Linked DNA regions of Mus musculus: all the other regions are linked to region 4. A link is a contact called in public Hi-C, HiChIP or PLAC-seq and promoter capture Hi-C data. All regions are on one chromosome and are shown on one strand. The core of a region is the stretch at or near the end of the contact, and the rest is flanking DNA. Distances in the headings are between cores, read along the strand shown. Region 1 holds the start of Tmem126b (transmembrane protein 126B). Region 2 has its middle 71 kb from the start of Ctsc. Region 3 overlaps Ctsc (cathepsin C). Region 4 holds the start of Fzd4 (frizzled class receptor 4). Region 5 holds the start of Ctsc (cathepsin C). Region 6 overlaps Grm5 (glutamate receptor, metabotropic 5).

What was found. Promoter capture Hi-C pulls out the DNA fragments that hold promoters and counts their contacts. Hi-C and Micro-C count contacts between places; a contact is called where the count stands out from the background. HiChIP or PLAC-seq counts read pairs in DNA pulled down with a chosen protein or histone mark.
Region 1: a Hi-C map of uterus shows a contact between it and region 4, with 2.5 times the contacts expected there. The contact joins the promoter of Tmem126b here to the promoter of Fzd4 in region 4. A contact is called at or near these places in 2 of 39 promoter capture datasets (embryonic stem cells and pre-B cells), 3 of 484 Hi-C or Micro-C datasets (cerebral cortex, rod photoreceptor and uterus), 3 of 115 datasets of contacts at active chromatin or transcription factors (astrocytes, large pre-B cells and stem cell-derived neural progenitor cells) and 3 of 9 other capture datasets (adipose tissue, liver and macrophages).
Region 2: a contact with region 4 is called in an H3K27ac HiChIP or PLAC-seq map of DN3 thymocytes, with 21 times the contacts expected there. The contact joins the enhancer-like site here to the promoter of Fzd4 in region 4. A contact is called at or near these places in 1 of 39 promoter capture datasets (pre-B cells), 4 of 115 datasets of contacts at active chromatin or transcription factors (DN3 thymocytes, astrocytes, embryonic forebrain and 1 more) and 1 of 9 other capture datasets (liver).
Region 3: a promoter capture Hi-C map of liver shows a contact between it and region 4, with 4 times the contacts expected there. The contact joins the enhancer-like site here to the promoter of Fzd4 in region 4. A contact is called at or near these places in 9 of 39 promoter capture datasets (the 3T3-L1 cell line, 3T3-L1-derived adipocytes, the HPC-7 cell line and 5 more) and 1 of 115 datasets of contacts at active chromatin or transcription factors (bone marrow-derived macrophages).
Region 5: a contact with region 4 is called in an H3K27ac HiChIP or PLAC-seq map of extraembryonic endoderm stem cells, with 7 times the contacts expected there. The contact joins the promoter of Ctsc here to the promoter of Fzd4 in region 4. A contact is called at or near these places in 5 of 39 promoter capture datasets (the C10 cell line, embryonic stem cells, hippocampal neurons and 2 more), 2 of 484 Hi-C or Micro-C datasets (the Ba/F3 cell line and embryonic stem cells), 6 of 115 datasets of contacts at active chromatin or transcription factors (acute myeloid leukemia, astrocytes, embryonic stem cells and 3 more) and 1 of 9 other capture datasets (adipose tissue).
Region 6: a contact with region 4 is called in a promoter capture Hi-C map of hippocampal neurons, with 5 times the contacts expected there. The contact joins the enhancer-like site here to the promoter of Fzd4 in region 4. A contact is called at or near these places in 2 of 39 promoter capture datasets (hippocampal neurons and pre-B cells) and 2 of 115 datasets of contacts at active chromatin or transcription factors (astrocytes and forebrain).

What each region holds. Positions count from the first base shown.
Region 1 is chr7:90,474,146-90,477,941 of GRCm38.p6, forward strand. Tmem126b (transmembrane protein 126B) reads right to left here and starts at 1,850. Exons shown (of 5, transcript NM_026734.2): 1 at 1,750-1,850. The coding sequence starts at 1,830. It also overlaps a transcript of Dlg2 not described here.
Region 2 is chr7:88,205,441-88,209,360 of GRCm38.p6, forward strand. No RefSeq gene overlaps it. Among named protein-coding and RNA genes, the nearest start is that of Ctsc, 71 kb to the right of the region's middle. Within about 2 kb of position 1,286, at least 133 of the 459 cell types and tissues checked have an H3K27ac peak or open chromatin away from gene starts, as enhancers often do. A contact at or near this core is called in DN3 thymocytes, astrocytes, liver and 1 more, where this site is marked.
Region 3 is chr7:88,304,172-88,308,180 of GRCm38.p6, forward strand. Ctsc (cathepsin C) reads left to right here. Exons shown (of 7, transcript NM_009982.5): 6 at 3,842-3,973. Among named protein-coding and RNA genes, the nearest start is that of Ctsc, 28 kb to the left of the region's middle. Within about 2 kb of position 1,755, at least 10 of the 459 cell types and tissues checked have an H3K27ac peak or open chromatin away from gene starts, as enhancers often do. A contact at or near this core is called in liver, where this site is marked.
Region 4 is chr7:89,402,356-89,406,038 of GRCm38.p6, forward strand. It overlaps Fzd4 (frizzled class receptor 4), which reads left to right and starts at 2,011. Exons shown (of 2, transcript NM_008055.4): 1 at 2,011-2,616. The coding sequence starts at 2,332. It also overlaps a transcript of Tmem135 not described here.
Region 5 is chr7:88,276,671-88,280,237 of GRCm38.p6, forward strand. It overlaps Ctsc (cathepsin C), which reads left to right and starts at 1,415. Exons shown (of 7, transcript NM_009982.5): 1 at 1,415-1,704. The coding sequence starts at 1,533.
Region 6 is chr7:88,128,499-88,132,546 of GRCm38.p6, forward strand. Grm5 (glutamate receptor, metabotropic 5) reads left to right here. Exons shown (of 11, transcript NM_001143834.1): 11 at 1,483-4,048. The coding sequence ends at 2,371. Among named protein-coding and RNA genes, the nearest start is that of Gm24249, 43 kb to the left of the region's middle. Within about 2 kb of position 2,168, at least 71 of the 459 cell types and tissues checked have an H3K27ac peak or open chromatin away from gene starts, as enhancers often do. A contact at or near this core is called in forebrain and hippocampal neurons, where this site is marked.

The sequences.
Region 1 (3,796 bases), core at 600-3,099, 1.1 Mb after region 4:
AGAAATAGCTATGGGTTATACTGTGAAGCCTGGACAAAGGGAATGAACTCAGGGTTTGTAAGGTCTCTGTGTCCCATGTGATAAGCCAATAGTTGCCCACATTAAGAACCATAAGAGTTTCACCAAGAGATTAGAAAATCCATTCCAGATTCCTTTTTGAGTTTCTGGCTATACATAAGACTTTTGGGTCTCTGGAAACACTTGTTAAATCCTTTGGTACTATGACATTTTATGTATCTTACGAGTATTCCATTTCATTCAAACAAAGATATATGGACACTTCCTACAAATCCAAAATTCTGGTTTTAAATATTTACTTATTTCATCAGTGAGATGTCTACTGATTCAAAGTTCAGTGCTTTTTATTTTTTGCTCTACATTTTCTAGATTAATCCATGAGAAGTTATAAAGTCAAAGGTTCATTACAGATGACATGCTAACATTTATAAGTGATGAGCATATAATAAGCCTAAAATTAATGAAAAAAAAAATGGAGCCTGACTCCAGGAAATCAACACACACAAAGAATGGGTTCCTTGATCTTCTTAAGGTGGTATACAATTGATCAAAAGACCAGTATTTCTGCCTTAATACAACACAGCATTTAAGTCAGTTCTTTAAGATAGCTGAGAAGGGGGGTGGGCAGAGCAGGCATAAAATACTTTACAAATTATATTTTTTTGGGGGGGACTAGACTTACATCTTTTGCTCCCCCCTCCTTCTGCTATCCAAATGGAAAAATGGAAGAAGAAATAGTATTTTCTAAGGAGGATTCTCTAACCAATCCATCTAGTGTACGATGAAGGCAGATATTAATAGCATCATGGCTAATCAAAAAAACGTAGAGAAATTTTTGTTCTGTTCTCATCCAATTCCCTGAACAGCCCTCTTCACCACCCACAGAAAATTTCCAGGCCTTTAAGACAGCTTTGGGGAAAAGGGTACCCACAATTATGGCTGCAGGACAGTCAATATTGAAATAATCAAAAGCAACAGCAAATATTTTTGGCATCTGGCATTTGCAAGGGTTTCACTACACTCTCCTTAATTAAGGAGATATAGATTATTAACTTGCCCAGAGTTTTTTGTTTTGTTTTGTTTTAACTTATTTTTGTGCTGTTGGTATAGACGCCTGGGCTTCAGGCCTGACAAGTGCTCCATCATCAGATTCCAAGGAAGTCTTTCAGCAAGAACTGAAAATGAAGATTTTTGCCACAACCAACGTTTAATCTGAGAGTTAAGGAAGTTCAAAGTCACTCAACTGATTAGATCACCATCCTTATACACGTTAAGTGCATTTGTGTGGGCGTATGGCCTGCAAAGTGTGTGTGTGTTGTATCTTTAAGTGTATTATTTGACCTTCAGAATTTTATTCAACATGATTTGTCCAGCCGTGGTGGATATTAGGTTCTCGGGTAATCAAAAAAGTGAATGCATTCAAGAAGCCATCATAACCTTGCGTTAAGTCAGAACACATCAAATCAATAAAATGCAGGAGACTTAAACAGAATGAGAGAACTGGAGGTCGGGCCGGGTGGGGTAAGGCGATAAAGTATTTGTAATTGAAGAAAGGTCCTCGAGAAAGAGAAACAAGCTGCATTTAATCGGCGTAGACTTCAGGTCTACGCTGTTCGGAACTAGAGATTTGATTACACTCTACATAAAGTCGGGTTCGGTTCTATTTGCTCAAATCCTTCACGTGCATCATCTCCGAGGAGGCGACCCACACCACCCTAGATTTCCGCCTACCTGGGGTGCTTCCCTATTTCCCTCCTGCACAACACCAGCAACCTTCGACTCGGACCAACTTGGTCGCTGGGACGCCGCCATCTTAGCGCCTCACGTGACTGACAGGAGGGCGTGGCCGGAGCGCCTGGGGCGGGACTTGCAGCTGTCTGACAGCTCGTACCTTTAGTCCGGTACTCCCCCACCCAGTCAAAAGCCGCGCCCTCCAGCCGGGCGGAGGTTGGGCGTGGCGTCGCAGAAGTGCGATCTCTCATTGGCTCCGAGGAAGGCTCAGGGTCAGGGGCCCGCCCCTAGCCAGCCTTGCCTTGTCCTCTGCCAAATTGTCAGCCTGGCCAACCTGAAGGGAACCAGGGGCGGTTCGGGCGCAGGCCTGTTGCTGCGCGCCTTCTTCTCAGGGCGGCTGGGGTAACCGAGCCCTGGTAGTTCCTTCGGCCCGGTCGGTGTGTTAAGGCTGTGGTTTCTAAGGTTCCTCCTCAGAGCCTCCAGCCCGTCTCCCCGGCGCGGCCACAGCAGCACGGGCTAGCCTGCTCTCTACAGTCTTCAGTCCCCATAGTCCACCCTCAAGCCCCGCTTGGAAAGGGTTCAGTTAGAAATATCCCTTTTCCCTGCTCCCCCGAAGAGCCCTGGTCGGCCAGTGTTTTAGGGGTGGATGGTGCTGCGAGGAGGCCAGGCGCGCTTCCGTGCACGTGAAATGCCCAGCAGCGTCTGCCAGACCCGCAACCCCCGACCCTCCAGTCTCCATGTCTTAGGCAAGCCAAATTCGAGAGTTATATAATTTCTAGTGCTGCTGTTTCTCTTGCCCGAGGAAACACTTCATCGCTTGGAGGGTGCAGGACATTTCGGTGCTCTTCTGTATAAGATCGGGGTGTGGGCAGGGGTGGCCAGCGGTGGCAGAGAAATGTCTTTTCTGCAAAAGGAAGGTGGGTAGATTGGAGAGAGACTGAGAAAGGGTGGATGTGGAAGCCAAACAGCTGCACTCTCATTTAGGAAATCGCGGACTATTTGCATAGTGTGTGATTGCATGCCTAATACTACTACAGCGTCTCTGAAAACACCTTTTGGGGAAGGTTTGGTTTCTCCTTTCCAGCAGCCTCAGTGTTTTTCTTCGCCGGATAGGAAGCTGCTTGTTTGCGAAGAGATGGCATGATGTGAATGACTCCAGTGTGAAGAAGTCTGCTTCGCCAAATCATCCTGCATCAAGTGCCCATTGAATAGCACTGTCACTTTAATGTCTCCATGCCAAGGGATTGCCTTCCTTCTTTTCAATCCTCTCAGTTAATACACAGGAGGATCAGGATCTGAGGGGCATTAAGGATCAAGCCTTGGGGGCTTGGAGACCACAGAAGAAAAATAGGAAAGTGACAAGCTGGATAGTGTTTTACTGAGGGGCGAGAAACAGAACCAGTAAATAGAAGGGGGCCTTTGAATCTCTCTTTTGCCCCCAGAAAACTGTCCAAACTCACACACCCCTGAAAAGACTAGAGTAAGACGTTTTTAAAAGTGTTTTTGAAGGGGAAGTTTAAACTTTTTCCTAAAAATTGATGCTCTTTATTACGAACCATGTCGAACATGTATAAATTAATAAGTCAACCGTCCTAAAATTGGTTTGTGCCTTAATTGAGTTAGTTATTGAACATCTAAAAGTGTTGCTGCCTGAAGAGGAGTTTTAGTAACATTTTCTATGCATAAGATAACTTTCTCAGCTTTTAAAACAAGAATATATATTTTACAAAAATTGAAAAACTTGCTATTTTTTTCTTTGAAGACCTTGGGCAGTGTAATGTTTGGTTGTGGAGAAAGGCATCATTTTTTTCTTTATTTGAAATAGAAGACTCAGCCTGGATATCAAGGCTGAACGGTGAAGAGATTTGCAACAGTTAACCTGGTTCCATCTCCATTCAGCTGGATCAAGCAGAGACTGAAACTCAGAGATCTTGAGTCCAGAGTCAGTGGAGAGACCCAAGAATGCCAGTCAAGAAGAAAGGTGGGCTATGAGGTTCATACATAACATATGATTTTCCTTTTTCTTGGCTGTGGTTTTTGTAATTTA
Region 2 (3,920 bases), core at 36-2,535, 1.2 Mb before region 4:
ATATAGCTGTCTCCTGAGAGGCTCTGCTAGTGCCTGGCAAATACAGAAGTGGATGCTTACAGCCATTATTGGACTGAGCACAGGGTCCCCAATGAAGAAGCTAGAGAAAGGACCCAAGGAATTGAAGGGGTTTGCAGCCCCATAGGAGGAACAACAATATGAACTAACCAGTACCCCCAGAGTTCCCAGGGACTAAACCACCAACCAAATAAAACACATGGTGGGACTCATGGCTGCAGCTGCATGTATAGCAGAGGGATGACCTAGTCTGTTATCAACAGGAGGAGAGGCCCTTGGTCCTGTGAAGGCTCTATGCCACAGTATATGGGAATTCCAGGGCCAGGAAGCCAGAGTGGGTGGGTTGGTGAGCAGAGGGAGTGGGGAGGAGATAGGAAGAGTGGGAAGGGAATAGGGGGAGGAGGTTTTTGGAGGGAAAACCAGGAAAAGAAATAGCATTTGAAATGTAAATAAAGAAAATATCTAATAAAAAAGAAAAAGAAAGCCAGTTGACTAAGGGCCTCCCCTGTCTTTGATGTCAGATAAGGCCATCGTGCTACATATGCAGCTGGAGGCATGGTTCCCTCCATGTATACTCTTTGGATGGTGGCTCAGTACCTGGGAGTTCTGGGAGGTCCAGTTAGTTAATATTGTTCTTCCTGTGGGGTTGCAATTCCTTTCAGCTCCTCCAGTCCTTCCCCTAACTTTTCCATCAGGGTCACTGGGCTAGAGCTGTGGAGTCAGGCTGGAGTGGGTGTGTGGGTGGAGTAGCACCTTCACGGAGGCAAAGGGGAGAAGGGGGATGGGAAGGGGGTGTTGTGGAGGAGTAACTGGGAAGGCAGATAGCATTTGAAATGTGAACGAATAAAATGATTACTAAAAAAGGAAAGAAAGAAGAAGAAGAAAAATCCTTGAGTTATTTAAAAAGGTAAAGCTGCAGTAGTGTCCTGTGGCATACCAAAGTCACCTAGAAACTTCACTAGCAATTTGAAAACAATTGCAACACATGGCTAAGCTGAGAACTTAGGGCAAATAGCACCTTTTTTTTTTTTTAATCACATGAGCACACAGCTGTCCTCTAAACAATACAGCAAATATTTGTGGACCTAACCTCAGTGTTAGAGGCTGCTACTCCTGATTCTAGTCAACCCCCTTTCCTGTGGTGTGGGGTTTTGTGGTTGCCTTTGCCTTTCTTTCTCTTTTGCCTTTTTCTTTACACGTATGTACAGCTCTTCTTTCTGAAGTAAAAAAACCAGGCCCTGGCTCTTAAGGTTTTACATGTCACAGACTGCTGCTCTAACACAGCTGCTCTTCTGCTTGCCACAAAACCATCTTCTCTGCTTCTCATAGCCCACATTTGTTTTCATTTTATTTTTTTATGTTAGCCTTGTCTTTTGGTTCACATGACATCATATCCTCCACCAGCATCAAATTATACCACAGATCCTTGAAAACAAACTGTACAGATAATAATAATAATAATAGTAACAACAACAACAACAGGAGGAGGAGGAGGATTAAAGGGAGGGAACACAGCTCTGCCTGTTCAAGTCAGGCGTTCTTTTACTTTCCGAATGCCATTGAAGCAAAGCTTCCTTTAACTGACTCCTCTGCTGCGTAGGAACGACCCACGGCCCACAAAAGAGCTCTGCATTCCCTCCCACGGGCGCTGCTTTTTCTTAGGCAGCAGATTGTTTTCTGGTTGACTGCTGGGCAACAATAGTTGGTGCATGCTGGCAGGCTCTCAAAAATGGATCTAGGAGGAGGATGGGGAACAGAGCAAATTGATGCCGTAGGTTTTCACTCAATAATTCCTTTCCATGGTCCAGGTTTACATGGGGGCTTCTGTTACCAATCTTGTGTGATCTTTTTAAGGATGCCTTTGTCTCTGGGTGACCTAGCAGCCGTATAGAACAGTAGTAAATCCACAGACTGCCTGTACCTTCTTCATCAGCAACTTTCTTCCTATTCTCACCAGTACCTGCCCCTGCTGCCAGTAACTGACTGGGGATATGATTGGCTCTTTTAGATTCTGCTCTATTCTTAACAGTATTGAAACTGGTAATTAGGGTAGAGGACTATGGAAACTGCACAATGGCTCTGCTAAGTATAACATGAAATGGCTCCAGGCTATTCTTACATCATAAAAAAAATCAGTAAATATGTAAATCGTTTTCACTTCCTCTTTTGTTTCTTGGAAAAAGGCAGAGTAGGAAGGAGGAAAAAGTAAAAGTGTATAGTAGTGGTAGTGGTGACTTGCAGAAATTAGACTGAGAAGATATGAAAACAACTGTGTTGAAAACAAGAAAACCAAAATAGCGTCTAAAAAGGAAGGCAAGCCAAACTTCTCTTGATAGCTGTAGAGCTTTAGTGTGATTTGGACCCTTGCTTGTACTCAGTTATTTATATACCCAGTGTTGGGCTGCAGAGATGGCTTGGAGATTTAAGAACACTGTCTGCTCCTTCAGAGGGCCTGGGTTTGATTCCCAACACCCACATTAACAACTAAAAGCCATTTGTAACTTCAGTTCCACAGATGTGAAGGCTTCTCATCTCCAAAGACATAAGGCACATATGTGATGCATAGACATACTTGCAGACAAAACACCCATATACATACAATTAAAATATGTAATCTAATTCATTAAAATATAAAGTACCCACTGTTCAGGTAATGAGTTCCAATAAAAGAGTAACTCTCAGTTATTTATTTCTGGATGCTCACTTTTAATCATTAATTTATTTAATTATTCAGTAAGTATTACTGAACATCTGATATGATCAACAGATTCAAGGAAGAGTCAAATAACATAATTTCTGACTTCATGTTGCTTACAATCACTTATCACCTATCTATCTATCTATCTATCTATCTATCTATCTATCTATCTAATCTATCAACTATTTGTCATATATCTATTTATCATCTATCTACCACCTTCATCATCATCTATATATCTCTGCATCTGTATTTAATTATACATGACCCTTACAATTTTTGTAAATGCTACAATGAGAATCTTTGGCAAATTGTCAGACCTCAATCCCAATATAGTAACAAGTCTATAGGAATAGATGAACCAGGGTGGGAAATTTTTCCTAAACCCTTCTTTCTTTTCATCCTATATTTTTTTCTGTTTCTTTTCAGAACTGGTCTGCAAGAGACTAAGTTCCATGATTGCACAACCATCTCTCCTGTTGAACCCCAAACACTACTTTTTTGTTTATGATTTTGTTAAATCTTGATGTGTTAAGCATCTAAAATTCTCTCCAAAAGAAATAAGTATTTTCTAGCAGATATGATACTAAAAATGTGTTACCATATCCAGGCTCACAAATTCTTCAGTAAATATTAATTAAACCCTTAACAGGAAATTATTTTTTTTGTTCTATTGTGGAAGAGTTCAGAACCAATCAACTATGAAGACCATATGCTTTAAGAAAAGGAAATAATGTTAGAGTTAGTATCCACTCAGAGGGTTACTCCATCAGACAATCTCATTTTGGAACCCATTTCCCAGCCCAATATTTAGAACATTAGTCCAATGCTTTTCAGTTGTGCTTCATAATACATGCTTTCTTCCTGGGATCTTATAGCAATCATACAGGTTATCTTGTGGAAAGAAAACTTAAAATTGTCAGACTATAATGTATTTTCTTTTCTTCTCTCTCATTGTGACATTCCTTCTTCATGCTTTCATAGAGCTCAAACAATTTGAAAGACCCACAACATGAGGACTCCCCCACGTTCTGACTCAGGAGAGGCGACACCCCAAAATCACCAACGAGAAACAGTCTTGCTGCAAACTGCAAGAGGATTTTTATTCAAGAGCGCTCTCGGGCCCATGGTCATACATCACGCAGAGGTAGAGGACTGTGGCGCCCCGAGTAGTTGGATAAGGGGGTATTTAAAGGAAGAAACC
Region 3 (4,009 bases), core at 505-3,004, 1.1 Mb before region 4:
GTTCTAATCACTCACCCAGCCTGCAGAGGATTAAAACTTACCTAATTGTCAAATAGATCTGGTACCAGCTAACTTTCTGTCATCTTGACACAAACTAGAGTCTTTTGGGAAGAGGAAACTTGTTGAGAAAATGCCTCCACCAGCTTATGAGTTTGCCTTTAGGGCATTTTTCTTTTCTTTGATGATTAATGTGAAAGGGTCCATATCACTGTGGGAGGTACCAGCCATGAGCTTGGTGGACCTGGGCACTATGAGAAAAGCCATGAAGAATAAAAGCCAATAAGCAAACCTCTTTAATGGCTTCTACATTAGTTCCTGCATTGAGGTCTTGCTCTGATTTCCCTTCAAAATAGGCCATTACGTGGAAGTGTAAGATGAAATAAACCCTTTCTTCCACAAATTGCTTGGGCCATGGTGTTATACCAGAAAAATAGAAACTCTAACTAAAAAAGAATCTCTGTCAAGACCTACTCAAGAAGATTAGGGAAGTAAGGAATATCCTCTGTTGGTTTCATTATTGACAACAATAGTAGCTTCCGAAGACTTAGTGTTTAGAAGGATATACAAGCAAAACTTTAAAACATCACATAAAACATCAGAAATGGGGTTGTGAAGTTCAGTGGGGAGGGATGGAGTTTATCTCTACATGGAAGAATAACATGTGCTATGAGAGTAATCCAGTGGAAGGGAATGAGACATTTTGAAGGAAATTCGTTGGTGTTGCTTTCCTGGACAATTGATAAAAGCTTTGATAGACCCCAAATCTCCCCATTCTTTGTGTGTTCTAAATATAATTTCTGCAGAACAATGGAAATTTCAAAACAGAAGTCATCTGTGAACTGATTGCTTTGCAACTGATCTGTCACCTTCACTGTCATGTCAGGTGCTTAAGGAAATAATGTAATTAGACATTCCTCTTCTCACTTCTTGATACTTTTCTTAGACTTCAGAATGGGAAAGATACTTCTTGTCTCTTCTTGTTAACTGAAGTACTTGGAAACACAGAATTCCAAATTAGGCACAGTTAAGGGAATTCACAGCTTTCCTTTATGCGGTGAACAGATTAAGATTAAAGTCAAAGGAAATACTGGAAAGACAAATGGAGTTTTATGTTTCCACTTTAAAATAGCTGTAAAAATGCCTTATAGCTAGATTTACATTGAGGTATAAGTGAAGATTGACGATAGAAAGTTAAGGGAGATAGATTTCCTTTCTTTTCTTCCAGGTCTTATTAGTCCTGGGAGAATGAGAGTGGCTCTCTGGGGTCATATTAAGCATGGTGGCGAATTTTCCTGATATTTAGAGTCCACTCTATTTAAGTCTTGGTTATAAATGTTGCTCATTAGACAAGGCCCTTAGGTTGTTCACACTACCTAATCTATACTTGCACAAGAATGAAGAGAAATGCCACAGGCTAAATGATTTGCCCTGGCTCACATGGCTAATGAGGGGCAAAGAAGAGAGGCAAGGACTGTGGCTCTCCTGTGCTGCTGCAGTGGGATTCCTATTACTGGGGGATGTGTACCATGTGGAAACCATGTTCTACCTCTTTGGAGATGGAATCATTTGCTGAGATTTCTGTTAGTGAGGCCCTTTCTCACTTATTGTATTATAGTCATCTTAAACACTATGGATTTTGAGGAATCTAAACCAGGTTATGTTTTTGAAAGGAAGCAGTCATTGATTAACAGTTGACAATCTTCCCAGAAAGTCAGATACTGAAAGCAAATTCTTCCATTCCCGTGAGTTCAAAACAAAGCACTTTCTGACCCATGGGCTGTACTTATGACCTGTCGCTCCCATTGTTGCTGATGGTCTGATAACGTGGGTTTAATGATTAATACTTACAGGTTTTGTTTTGTTTTTTCTCTGCAGCTGTTAAAAGCTGAAGAAGATGCACTGTTTATAGATAGGGTTTAGGTGTCTCTTTCGAGCAATAGTATCTTTGGTTAATTGGTCACACATCTATGCTTTGACCTTATCGTATTTTAAAGAATAGTCCAGAGGAAGTGTTCTCTAAATGCTTTAGAAACCAACAAATCAGTTACTCATCTTCTGTGTGTTGTCTATCTTTCAAGGATGCAAGACCTGAAATAGACTTCACAAAAAAACAAAAGCCAAATATGAAAAGAAAACACGTACGTTTTTGTTTTTATTTTTGTTTGTTTGTTTGGCTCTGTGGCTAAGGAGAAGAATAGACAGTCTCTCCCCTTACAGAGCTTTATCCTCTATTCCCAAATAAGCAAAGTTGTAATTTAAACTTACAGTTATTTTTAAAAACATGCAAAGGCCATGAACCCAGCACGAAGAGAAACAATAGGATACTAACATCTGCTGTCAGTAGCTGACAGACAGGTCATTGCCTCAGTTTCTAGGCCTCAGATATCAAGTGACTAGATTATAAAGTAATGACTTCTAAGTCAGCATTACAGGTGTTTATCTTCTCATCTTTAAAGTTTAGATGATCATTCATCAACTACAGCAGTGTATAACAAGAACAAATATGAGAGTTTTAGAAGGGAGATTTTGGAAAAAGATCAGACGTGACAGTAGTTAATTAGAAAGGTTCTTGGCAGATTGGGTTCAGGGTCTTGTGGCACTGAGCCCTGTAAAAGGAGGTTCGCATCAGCATCCAACGTTCTGTTTCCTCTAGAGCTCAGAAACAAGTTGTTGGCTGACAGTTTCCTTGAGTTTCCATCATTTCTGGGTTGTAAATATGTGCTTATTCATCATGGCTTGACTCATTCTTTCCACAAACATGCACTGAGCTCCTTCACTGTGTCCCATGGCAAGACAGAGCACTTGAGGAATTGCCGGGCTTAGTGTGAGGAAAAACAATCCAAGTATTTCAAATAGGGTTTACAGCAGTAGATTGTGAACAACATCCTGACTTTTCTTTGTTTCCAGGTGCTTCAAAAATCATTACCCAGAGAAGGGAAAACAGTAACCCTGATAACATGTAAAAGCATAAACATTTCCATAGTGCTTTTTAAAAAAATATAAGGTGGCTACCAAATTATTGATAATCAGATTTATTAAAGATACCTCTATTTCAAAAATTAGCTAAATTGACTTCATAAATCTTTACATTCACAATGAAATGCTTATCACTTTAATAGCATTGTAAAACTAATATAATAATTTGATGATAGGCATCGTGTGTAGAAGTGGCTTTATTTTAGAGGTGGTATAGGCATATGTGATCTTTATACTTGTTGCCGAGATCGGAGAGGTTGTGAGAAAGTAGAAGGATAAAGCTATATTCATTTGTTTAAAAATTATAGCAAAGGCCAGCTTTACAAAGCTTTATTTTATATGCTTATTTATTTTTACCCATGCAATCTGAACAAACTTAGAATAACATTGCTCATATGCATTATTTCATAATATGGCATTTCCTTTTTCTTGTAATGGCACCTGGCTTCCAAGAATATGCTTTCAATGAATTCCTTTGGCCCTTGCCAATAGGTCCAGGAGTATCTTTTATAGGACACTCCTCCCACCTCTTAGCACTAGAGCTTGGAATTTCAACATGACTTTTGGGTGAGCTCAAGCAGTCTACTGTATTAGAGATTACTTTTTTTTTTTTTTTAAATTTAACTCACAAGGGTCCCACCACATTTCTCTCACCCTGACGTCTGAAAGTATCACAGACATAAATGCATTCTTCCTTGTCATGGAGAACCTAGGGGTCAGTGCTTATTAAGTAAGTCTTCTATACTGTACTGAGTTTTATGACAAATGTTAATTATAAATCCTGTATTAAGGTGTCTCACTCAGATTTTCATCTGTTTGTGAAATTTTAAATAAATACTATGCATATTTTTTTCTTTATCTACAGAATCTTGTGGAAGCTGCTACTCATTTGCCTCTATGGGTATGCTAGAAGCAAGAATTCGTATATTAACCAACAATTCTCAGACACCAATCCTGAGTCCTCAGGAGGTTGTATCTTGCAGCCCCTATGCCCAAGGTAAGTATTTTATTTCAGAGCTGTATTATGAACTCT
Region 4 (3,683 bases), core at 761-3,260:
ACTATGCCCAGTGTGTTTGTTCTGTTTGTCTCCTATGTGATCCTAGAGAATGGGGATCACGTATCAATTTAATCTATTCATCTAATTTGTTCCTCTCAAACAATGAATAGGTCACTGCTTTCTTCATCTGATTATTTATGCAATCCTGTAAGCCAGTGCCACCAGTATACAGAGGACTCAACCTGGTCCTCAACTCCTGGAATCTTGCCCTCCAGCTTCAAAAAGGTTGGGCTCTGATTTGGTGGGTCCTATCATTGCTAACTATTGCTTTGGTTTAGCCTCAGTTCCCCAGTCTACTTAAAGGGCCAAAACATTCTTTACCAGATTATGACAGTGACTGGAGAAGATGGAGCTTCTATATGCCAGTTCCAAGCACAGAGGCAAATACACAAAACAGCCGATTCCATTCTTTACCCTCAACCAGGGCCAGTCAAGAATAAGAAAGCTAAAGCTATAAAATTTGAGTGCATGTATCCTTCCAATTTATACCTTACCTCAGCTGTGTGCCAGAAGACCAACTGAAATGGGAAGGCACAAAGAACTCAGAAAAACACAGGCAGGGGCTTAGGCAAACAGAACTGAAGGAGAGGGGAGGAATCCCTTTACTTATTACCAGTATCCTCAGAATTTAGCACGAGACTGATAAGCAAGGGGTAGTCTTACGATCTACATTTCACGATCTGTCCCAGATATAAACAAAAAGTGGCAGCCGAGTTATTATAGAGCATTATTCATCGGTCACTGTGCTAGATGATCTACACTACTCCGGTACTGAGAACCGCTATGTGACAGGAGAGCATGGATGGACTTCACTCAGAAACTGGCCTACTGCGTGGCCAGTTGGAGGCTCCTTTTAGTCTCAGCAAGTAACAAGTACATGGTTTGGGAAATCACCTGCTGAGAGTTCCACTGGCCAAATGGGAAGCAGAGAGAGGGTGGACCCAATACAGAGTCCTTTCTTTGTGGGTGAAGAAGAGAGAAGCTGGATTGGAACACGGGTGGGAACATCTGCCGACCCCCAGAGTGCCACGGAGAGCAAGAATGGGAACGAAAAAAGTGCAGGATGCAGGGGAAGGGTGTCCCGGGTCTGGGAAGGGGCGTCCTTGGGGCTTGTGCGCCTTCCTCGCTTCGAGTGCACAGGTCAAGCCTCTTCCCTCCCGCGCTCTTACCCTCCCAACCTTATTTAGAAACCGTGTCCCCGAGACAGGAAGGGCGGCGGGCCGAGAAGCACGGAGCGTCCCGGCCTCATTTCCTTTCGAATCCCCCTGTGGAATTTCATTTCGTACGGTGAGGAAATCGGAGCGCGAGCCCATCGGCTGCTCTGTTGCTCCGGAGCGCCTCCCCCACGGCGACTGCAGACCGGCTGCTCCCGGCGCAGGTCGCGCCGAGTGCGGGGCGGGGCCGGGGGGCGGGCGCCAGCCCCACTGGCTAGAGGTGAAATTTTCTGCGAACTGTACCAGGCACCAGCTCTAAGCCTTTCAGGCTTTATCGCTAATCCTCCCAAGTCACTTTACGGATGAGGAACCTGACGCGGAGAGGTTGGGCAATTTGCTCAAGGTCACACAGCCAGGATTTAAAGCCACAATCTGTGTAAACCCCAAATACCGTGTTCTTTGTGTTCATTATTTTGCTTGATACAGAGGTGGCCACGGGGCCGGAGGTGACAGCTGTAAGGGGAAGGACGTGAAAGGGGCATAGATGTGGGAGCACGTCTCACCTGAAAGAGAAGAGCAGGTTGGCTGGGCAGGAGCCACGGGGCTCCATCGCCGCCTGGCCACAGCGTGCAATGGATCCGGGTGGGAGGACGCCGAGCGCCGGGAAGCCAAGCGGGGCGGGGCGCCTCTGGAGCGAGCAAGGGAGAGAGGATCAAGCCGCGGGCGGGGGCCTGACCCTTACAGCAGGAGAGGAGCCCCGCCCCTTCCCGCCCCCTCTGACCAGGGGGGGCTTTCATTGGACAGTCGCGTTGTCCGTCCCGCCCCGCCCCCGCCCTGCGAACCTCCAGCGCCACAGAGCGCTGGGGCGGTGAGAACAGCGCGGCGTAGAGTGCAGGCGGGCTTCGCCGAAAAGCCGGACTCGGCCGGCGCCGAGTTCTGGGATCGCCGCCTGCAGCCATGACCCTAGCAGTCCATCCCTCGGCCCGGGCTCCGGACGTCTGATATCCCGCACATTCTCGTACAACTGCTGGAGAGGCGACTGCTGCCCCCTTGTCGCCCTTGGCGCCTTACCGCATTCCCTATCCGGAGTTGGGAGCAGCGCGGCCACCGGCGCCCCTGTGCAAACTGGGGGTGTCTGCTAGATCAGCCTCTGCCGCTGCTGCCCGCAGCTCTGGCCATGGCCTGGCCGGGCACAGGGCCGAGCAGCCGGGGGGCGCCTGGAGGCGTCGGGCTCAGGCTGGGGCTGCTGCTGCAGTTCCTCCTGCTCCTGCGGCCGACACTGGGGTTCGGGGACGAGGAGGAGCGGCGCTGCGACCCCATCCGCATCGCCATGTGCCAGAACCTCGGCTACAACGTGACCAAGATGCCCAACTTAGTGGGACACGAGCTGCAGACAGACGCCGAGCTGCAGCTGACAACTTTCACGCCGCTCATCCAGTACGGCTGCTCCAGCCAGCTGCAGGTGGGTGCCCCTACCCCCATCCCCGGAGGACTCGGTAGACAGAGACTCCCAAACTCCTTCCTTGGAATCCCTGACAGATCGAGCCTCCTGGTCCCTTCCTAACTTGAGGGTACAACTCCTGAGAAAGTGATTTCCAACCCGCACCCCACCCCCCACTTTTCTGTCCCTCTTGGAGACTGGAAGCCAAAACGTTGTGTAAGTCATCTGGCCCGCGAAAGAACCTATTCTTACACCCCGCCCTTCCGTTTTTCTCCCCTGCCCATGTCTGGCCAAGCCCCTAACCCCAGTGGAGTTGAGGGCTATCTTTGCCAAGGATTCCGGCAGCCGCTGCTTGGTGGGCGAGTCCTGGCAGGGCAGCGGGTTGCACCTAAATCTTGGAAGGAGTGATAAGGAGACAGAACTTCGCCCTTCCAGGTCGCTCATCGACCTCCCTTTTGCCTGTATTTTTGGGTGTAGGTTACCAAATAAAACATCGCTGTCTGTTTTCTGCAGAATGCCCCGCCGTCGTCCTGCACTTTTTAGAGGTCATACAGGAAAGAGTGGTTAGGTTGGCCCGAGTTCTTTCTTGTCCTTAACGTTGGAGGCAGGTTTAATTTTTGGAAGGACTGAAAAGGCTCCAGGAAGGTAGTGTGCATATTTGAAAACTTCTTTTTTCCTTTTCTTTTTTTCCCTCCTTTTCTTAACAGTCATTAAGATGTTAAAACTTTGGTAATGTGTAATGATATAGAAGTTCTTCCTACAATAATAAGTGAAAAGTAATTTGCATATATAACATAGTTATAATTTCTCTTATACAGCTAACTTCAATGGAAAGTAGATTGGAATGAAGTTTTAAAAACTTAACACTCTCCATGTTTTGGTTGGTGAGGCTGAGTGGCTTTTATTAATAAAAAAGAAAAAAAAATGGAGGTTAGAGTTGTCCAGGTTGAAACCTTAAGAAATCTATAGTTCTGGCTGTAGCGAGATAAGAAACAGACATACGGTTTATTTACAGGCTTGGGTTTTTACATCGGTCGCTGTAAAAGCTGAGTTGTGGTTTGGGGAAGATGGTTGGGATTAGACCTGTT
Region 5 (3,567 bases), core at 165-2,664, 1.1 Mb before region 4:
TTCCCAGATCCCACGTTTAGCTCTAAGATATGGATCATTTAGTAAAATGTTTCAACAACGACAAACTGTAGAAATTTAGGAAAGTGATGCTATCTGTAATGGGGCCTTTAAAAGAAAATGCTAGCTTAATTATACAATGTCAATTCTTAATCCTATAAAGGCTTTTGAGATCTAGAAGGTGTCAGCTCCTCCCCATTTAGCTCTTGTAGCCTAGTTTCATATGAAAGAACACTCTAGCCCCTTAGTTATCAAGAAGGACCCCTATCAAAGTGTGCCTTCAGGCTTAGAAGCCTGAGTGTTTTTAAAGCAGAATTCAGAGACAGAAGTGGTTTGTTCTTCAACCACATTGCTTCCTCGGACTGCATGTACTCAGTGGAAAAAAAAAAAAAAAAGTCTGCACATAAATATCTGTGATCTGTGGGATGGGGTTTAAAAAGAAACAAAGTGCACAAGCCTACTAGGTCAAAGAGGCTCATCAAGTCTGCCTGGTTCATCTCTGTATTCTCAGATTAGCTCAGAATGATCATGATCCCAGCCAACAACAGCCAGGCAACTCAAAACAGCTCTCACAAGAGCAGGATGCTTCGCTAAAGATTACTACTTAACAATTGCAGGCAAGAAGACTGACAGAGGAGGCAAGGTTCAACTATGCTCCCTTCAGCTCGCCCTTGGGAAAGCCTGACACAGGAGCTCAGAAGACCACTTCATCCTGAGCAAGCTACTTCCTCTTTCTCTAATTCTTGCTTTCATTCTGAAAACAGAAGGGCTTGAGCAATGTGATCACAATGTGATCACCCCAGTCACCCGCAACCCCCACCCCATTCAACTTAATCCTAATAAAGTTCCAGGGAGGGAAAACAAAACAGATTCACCCAACCTGTAAAGGTTCACTACAATTGAAATCTTCGGGTAAACAGGCAGACCGGAAACCAAAGAAAACCCTGAAGATAAAAAGCTAGATTTGGTAAATGGAACAGAAATTCTCAAGACTATCTTAGGTTAGCTAGTAAAGTTTTTCCACGGAGTCAGAAATGCAGGAAAGTGCACCAAAAACAAGAGAAAGAGAATTAGCCTCAGTAGACTTTAAGACTCTTGTCAACCCTGTATTGCACAGGGTAGATTCTATTTTAATCACACTGGCATTACAAAACACCGCTACAGAGTTCTCAGCTTTGGCGTTCCTTGAAAGGCAGAGGTCCCCAAAGGCCACTTTCCTTCTTCCTCCTAGTGGTGCCTGTCCCCACCCTACACTGTCACTAACTAACTTCCTCAGGCCACCTCGTGCTGCCTCACCTAGTCACACCCTGTCCCTCCCTACATCTCAGTCACTCCACGCCCCCGTCCTCACAGCCTCGCCGCTCCTCCCCCACCTCATTCTGTTCTCACCACCCTGTAACCCCGCCCCGCGGACCCTGGGTTTCCGGGCTCTTGGGTATTTTAAGGCGGGAGCCACTAGGGTCGCCTGACTGCCATCGAGTGGTGTTCCAGTTGAACTTGCTTTCTCTGCCATCTGCTCCGCGGGCGCCGTCAGCATGGGTCCCTGGACCCACTCCTTGCGCGCCGTCCTGCTGCTGGTGCTTTTGGGAGTCTGCACCGTGCGCTCCGACACTCCTGCCAACTGCACCTACCCTGATCTGCTGGGCACCTGGGTGTTCCAGGTGGGCCCTAGAAGTTCCCGAAGCGACATTAACTGCTCGGTGATGGGTAAGCGGCTTCCCAGGGTCCCGAGTTGTCCTTTTCTGTCCCTGAGTCCTTGCCTTGGGGCCGGCGTTTCTGGGTGACTGGAGAGTTAAGAGCTGACGAACGGCCCCTTGGGGGATCAGAGCCAGGGCCGCTAAGTTGAATTTGAGCTGCTGAGAACTTCTAACTTTACACTTATTTTCCTGATTATCTCACAACTCATGTTCAAGGAAACGCGCCCCTGGTTTTTTACTTGTTTTATTTGCTTTGATTTCTTAGAAGCGAGTGGAGAACTGCTTTCTTGACCCTTCACTCAGGTCTGACAGGTTCTTGTTTTTAAAATTCAGAGTCTTGACTGCTGAGCTCAGACTCTAGGAGTTAGCCTTTTTTTTTTTTTCTTTTTTTTTTTTTTTCTTTTTTTTTTCTTTTTCTTTCTAATGGGGGCGCTCCTTCTTTCCCTGTGAGGTAGTGGGAAGAGACCACTTCAAACTGGGCCTGTTTTATCTGCTACTTTCCTTGACATTTCTGGACGCCTTGTTTAAGGAATTTCGAGAGATATACAAAAGCTTTTTCCTGTCTCTTTTGTCACATTTTACAGTAGTGTTTGGATATGACGGAAGCAAACGCAATGCCTAACACTTGGCTCTCAGTGAGTATGTAGTAAATGAAGACTGGGGCATTCCACGTGCCTCGGATATAGGAAAACAGTAGTACAGATAAGAAGAGTGACACTTATGGTCTCCCCAGTCAGAGTTGCACAGAGAAACTCAACTCTGAACTGTAGTTTTCTTGTGAGTAGAATAAATGCTGTCATATATCCCACCTCCCCTGCCTCCAACAAGGAGTCATTTACTAAATTCCAGGTGACTGGGTTTAGCTTAATCCTGGGTGGTGTCTACAATTGTTTCTTTTCTAAATTTGAGCATGGAGATGAGGCAGAAGGGAGAGAAAAGGTTTGCATCGCCTTATCATATGAAGTCTCTGATAAGTTATTCCTTCACGGTAAAATGAGCTAATTCAAGCCAGATCAGGGACCTATCTACCTATCTGTCTGTCTATCTATCTATCTATCTATCTATCTATCTATATCTCAGGTTTATTTGGAAACTGCTTTTGGCAGGGGAGGCAAGATCACAGATCAGGGAAACAGCCTTGGGAAGGGAGACAGAGGAGAAGGGGAAGAGATTGAAAGTTCCCATGGAGAGAAGGTCTGAAGATAGAAAGGACAAGAGGCCGGGCAGTGGTGGCACACACCTTTAATCCCAGCACTTGGGAGGCAGAGGCAGGCGGATTTCTGAGTTCAAAGCCAGCCTCGTCTACAGAGTGAGTTCCAGGACAGCCAGGGCTACTCAGAGAACCCTGTCTCGAAAAACCAAAAAAAAAGGAAGGACAAGAGACCAAAATGACTGGATTATATAGGGAAGAGCCTCTGGTGGAAGGGCAGCCCAACCCTTAGGCTGGAAAGTTCAAGGTTTGGTACACCAGGTAGGGACATAGGGATACTGGAAGAACCTGAAGGTCAGGCCTGCCTTGATGTGTAAAATATGCACTTAAGCCCCTGGGGTGGGGGTGGGGGGGGCTTGCTGAAATCCAACAGTCTCCATCTAGCTTGTTAATCTGAAAGAAAGACAGAGACAGACAGAGAGAGAGAGAGAGAGAGAGACTAATGTGTAAAACTCTAAGATGGACACAGCTGAACAGCTGAATAGCCTCTACCTATAAATCTACTTTTGACTCTAATCCAACAGTTAAAGACACACAGAAGCAGAGCAGTGGTGGCACACGCTTTTAATCCCAGTACTTAGGAGGCAGAGGCAGGTGGATTTTTGAGTTCGAGTCCACCATGGTCTACAGCGAGAGTTCAGGGACAGCCAGTGCTATACAGAG
Region 6 (4,048 bases), core at 918-3,417, 1.3 Mb before region 4:
ATGAGAAAGAGCCAAGAAGAGTACTGGTAAGGAAGCTGTGGAAAGGATGGTCTGTTGTCAGGAAAGTTTCTTAGCAAGCAGGAAACCTCAGAATGGGTGGATTTAGGCCTCTGCCTGACACTCAGCTGTGCCCTCCAACAAGCACTCCAGTGGAGTAAATGAAACCAAAAACCAAGAACTACTTCTCACCAGAAGTTCTCAGATTGTGAAACACATGCTGCAGAGTCACTTTAAGGGGAAAGGACAAAAATAATTTTCTTATTAAAAATACATTGACACTTTCAGCCCCAATCCAGAATACTGGAATCTCCCGAGGGCCCATGTGGCACGTGGGATACATTCCTTGAATGAATCTTATAAACAGTTAACTTCAGTTTACTCAAACTACGTTTAATAACCACTGCTTGAGAGAGAAGTTTTCATTCTTTAATGTCTTGTTTATACTGGGTAGAACAATACTGGCTGGACCAGAGGTAGCAGGCACCCTCTCATCTTCAATTTATCTTCAAAAAAGATCCCTCTATGAGCTATCCCTGAAAGACATGTATTATCCTCTGACCACCATAATGTGTCTGACAGGAGCATCTATGTTCTGATGGCTATGTAACAGCCATTTTGGCATGAAGAAGGATGCAGATTCTGAAGTTGAACCATAATGTACATCCTCATTAGCGTAGCCTTCAGAGCACAGGGGCTGCCTGGGAAAAGAAAGCATGAAGAAGGCCTTCAGAACTTCTGTCACCAAGGCAACACTTATCAAGACCCAAATTTTAGATTGCTGTACTAGGCATTCAAGGCCATACACAACAATTTCTCTGGTGGAATTATTATTCAAGTTGCAGCCTAAAAATCAAAGTTATAAGAACTCCTGTGGTGTAGAAATTTTTAATTAATTAGAGATGTGTGTGTATGTGTTCATTAAATTCATATTTTCCAGCAGATAAGTCAGACTAAATAAAACCATGTTTCAAAATCAGGAGTTCACACAGCAATCAATCCCTAAGTACATATGCCCACCTGCAGAATAAAAGCTGAGTTGGAGCTACTGCCCACTACCTGGTAATCTCGATTCTTCCACCTCTTCCTCCCTCTTATAACTGCTGGTGAGTTGAGGTCTTGGTTTAATTAATGTTCCCATCTGGAGGCTGCTAAACCTAAGAAGCCTGTGGCTCTGTGCCATGCTTTTCTATACACATCGTGATGGTACCAACCTCCACATTTGCATTTGCAGCACAAAGCATATCTGTGCTCATGGTGAGGTCTAAATGCCTGCAGAATACTGACAAGCAGCCCTATGTCCGAATACTTGATCCCCTTGCTGTAATAGCACAAATGATCCCTCTTTCCTGATGGGTCATTCCTTCCAGGACTACAGAATGACCTTCCTGCTCAAATCCCCATCACCTCCCACCATTGGGGAAGCTACATGGAAGGCTGCTAAGGCACATGCTGAGTCACCTCTCCACTCTTTTCTCTCCACAGCTCCAATGGAAAATCCGTGACTTGGGCCCAGAATGAGAAGAGCACCCGGGGGCAGCACCTGTGGCAGCGACTGTCTGTCCATATCAACAAGAAGGAGAACCCCAACCAGACAGCAGTCATCAAACCCTTCCCCAAGAGCACAGAGAGCCGCGGGCAGGGTGCAGGGGCAGGTGGTGGCTCTGGCCCCGGTGCAGCTGGTGCTGGTAGCGCAGGATGCACAGCGACAGGCGGCCCAGAGCCACCAGACGCCGGCCCCAAGGCGCTTTATGATGTCGCAGAGGCAGAGGAGCGCTTCCCAGCGGCTGCCAGGCCGCGCTCGCCATCGCCCATCAGTACGCTGAGCCACCTGGCAGGCTCGGCGGGCCGCACAGACGACGACGCGCCGTCGCTGCACTCGGAGACCGCTGCACGCAGCAGCTCATCCCAGGGCTCGCTCATGGAGCAGATTAGCAGCGTGGTGACGCGCTTCACCGCCAACATCACCGAGCTCAACTCCATGATGTTGTCCACCGCGGCTGCGCCGGGGCCCCCTGGTACCCCTATCTGCTCTTCCTACCTGATCCCCAAAGAGATCCAGCTGCCCACGACCATGACGACCTTCGCAGAGATCCAGCCTCTGCCGGCCATCGAGGTGACCGGAGGAGCTCAGCCGGCGACAGGGCCATCACCTGCCCAAGAGACGCCCGCAGGAGCTGAAGCCGCCCCAGGAAAACCGGATCTGGAGGAGCTGGTGGCCCTCACTCCACCATCGCCCTTCAGGGACTCGGTGGACTCGGGGAGCACCACCCCAAACTCTCCAGTCTCCGAATCGGCCCTCTGCATCCCATCCTCTCCCAAATATGACACTCTCATCATCAGAGATTACACGCAGAGTTCTTCATCGTTGTGAGCCACTGGAAACATCCCTGGGATAGGCCTGAACAGCAGACCTCGGTGTTCACAGATGGGCGCAGTGACACCCATAGTCACCCCAACAGAGAACCTGAGGTGAAAAATGCCAAGGGCACACACGGTGGAGACATGAGATCAATAGTGCTAATTCATGACAGCCGATGACAACACCAACTACACATCTTCTGGCAGATTATCTTCTAGTGGCCTTAGAAAACATGGGCTTTTAAGAAACACTGCTTCTATTTTTTTGGAGTGCTGACCAGGAGTGGATTAAGCAGTTACAATACCAAGTGCTTTGCTCCGAGGCAGCAACAGTGTGAAGCAACATCCCGAACAGTAAAAAGTGGAGTTAATAAGCAACTGTGGACAGTCTTGTTTGTTTACTTCATTTTCCCAGAAGAGTCTTTGATTCACCAAACATTGAATGTACATTTTCTAACTAACTCAAAAAAATCTGGGACCAAAAAGTCAACCTTTCTGTTTTGTTTTTTTTTTCCTTTTTTCTTTTTTCTTTCCTTCCCTGGTCCCTCCATTCAGTAGACCTTGAGAAGCTAGTAGTAACTAGGGCCGGCCCAGTATTTACTGAGCTTGTGAGTCTCCTGAGTAACACAAACGGGTAGTGAGTGTTGTGTTAATGAACAAAGAGTTTCTAGCAGAGACTTTCCAAACAGGCTGTGAGATACTCTTCCAAAAGCCTGCATCCTGGATTCCATTAACCAAGAAAACCAGTGCAAGATTTCTGGACTCTTTCACCATGTTGCCAATCAATACTGGAGTAGCAAAAAACAAAAACAAAAACAAACAAAAAAACAAAACAAAAAACAAAAAATATTTTCTGGAACACTGTTTTTTAATTCCCTCACTGGGGTGCATTGTGTAGCTGGAAATTCTCTTTGTAATAATAATTTGTGAGCTATAGCCTGGCTCTCTTTCATGATACACAGGCACTCCTCCTTATAAATACCCTTCCGTTAGTGTTGCAAGCTCAAATAGTAAGATACGCAATGAGCTTCCTTGTTTCTTTATTTGAGAACCTGATATACAAAGAGATCCTCTGTTGTTGGTGGCTGTTTTGCCCCCAGTCCCACCTATGGAAGAGTGGTCCATTGACCTGATGAAGATATTACAATTGGAGGGACTGATGTGGAAATTAATAAGAGTAACAGAATCTCAATACAGGAAAGTCAGCATAGCAGGTGTTTTTGCTATGCCCATAAGTAGTGATTTTATCTTTTCTTGGCTGCTTACATGGGGCAGCTATGAACTATGACAAATGTAGATTTTTTTTTCAAAGCAATACAGAGTACTAAAGCAGAGGAACCTTAATATCAACCACTATCTTTCTCAGCCATTCCAGAAAAAAAAAAGGCAAAGCAATTACTATTCCTTTACTTTTTAAAATAGTAATTAGTGTGGTTTTGTGCACTTCATACTGTCACTTTTTAAATACTGCAGAAAAGAGTTACAATAACATACAGGATTTGGTGGGCTCATATAGGTAGAAACTGTAACTCAAGACCTGAATCTATGGTCATCTTTTTATTAGTCACATTGCAGCTATCCTCAGGTACCAAATGTTTTTGATTTTTAAATAAAGATAGTAATAAAAGAAGGAGGTATTCTATAAATTTAAAGTTCAGTTGGCCCAGCCTTATATTAAAGATAGCCTTAT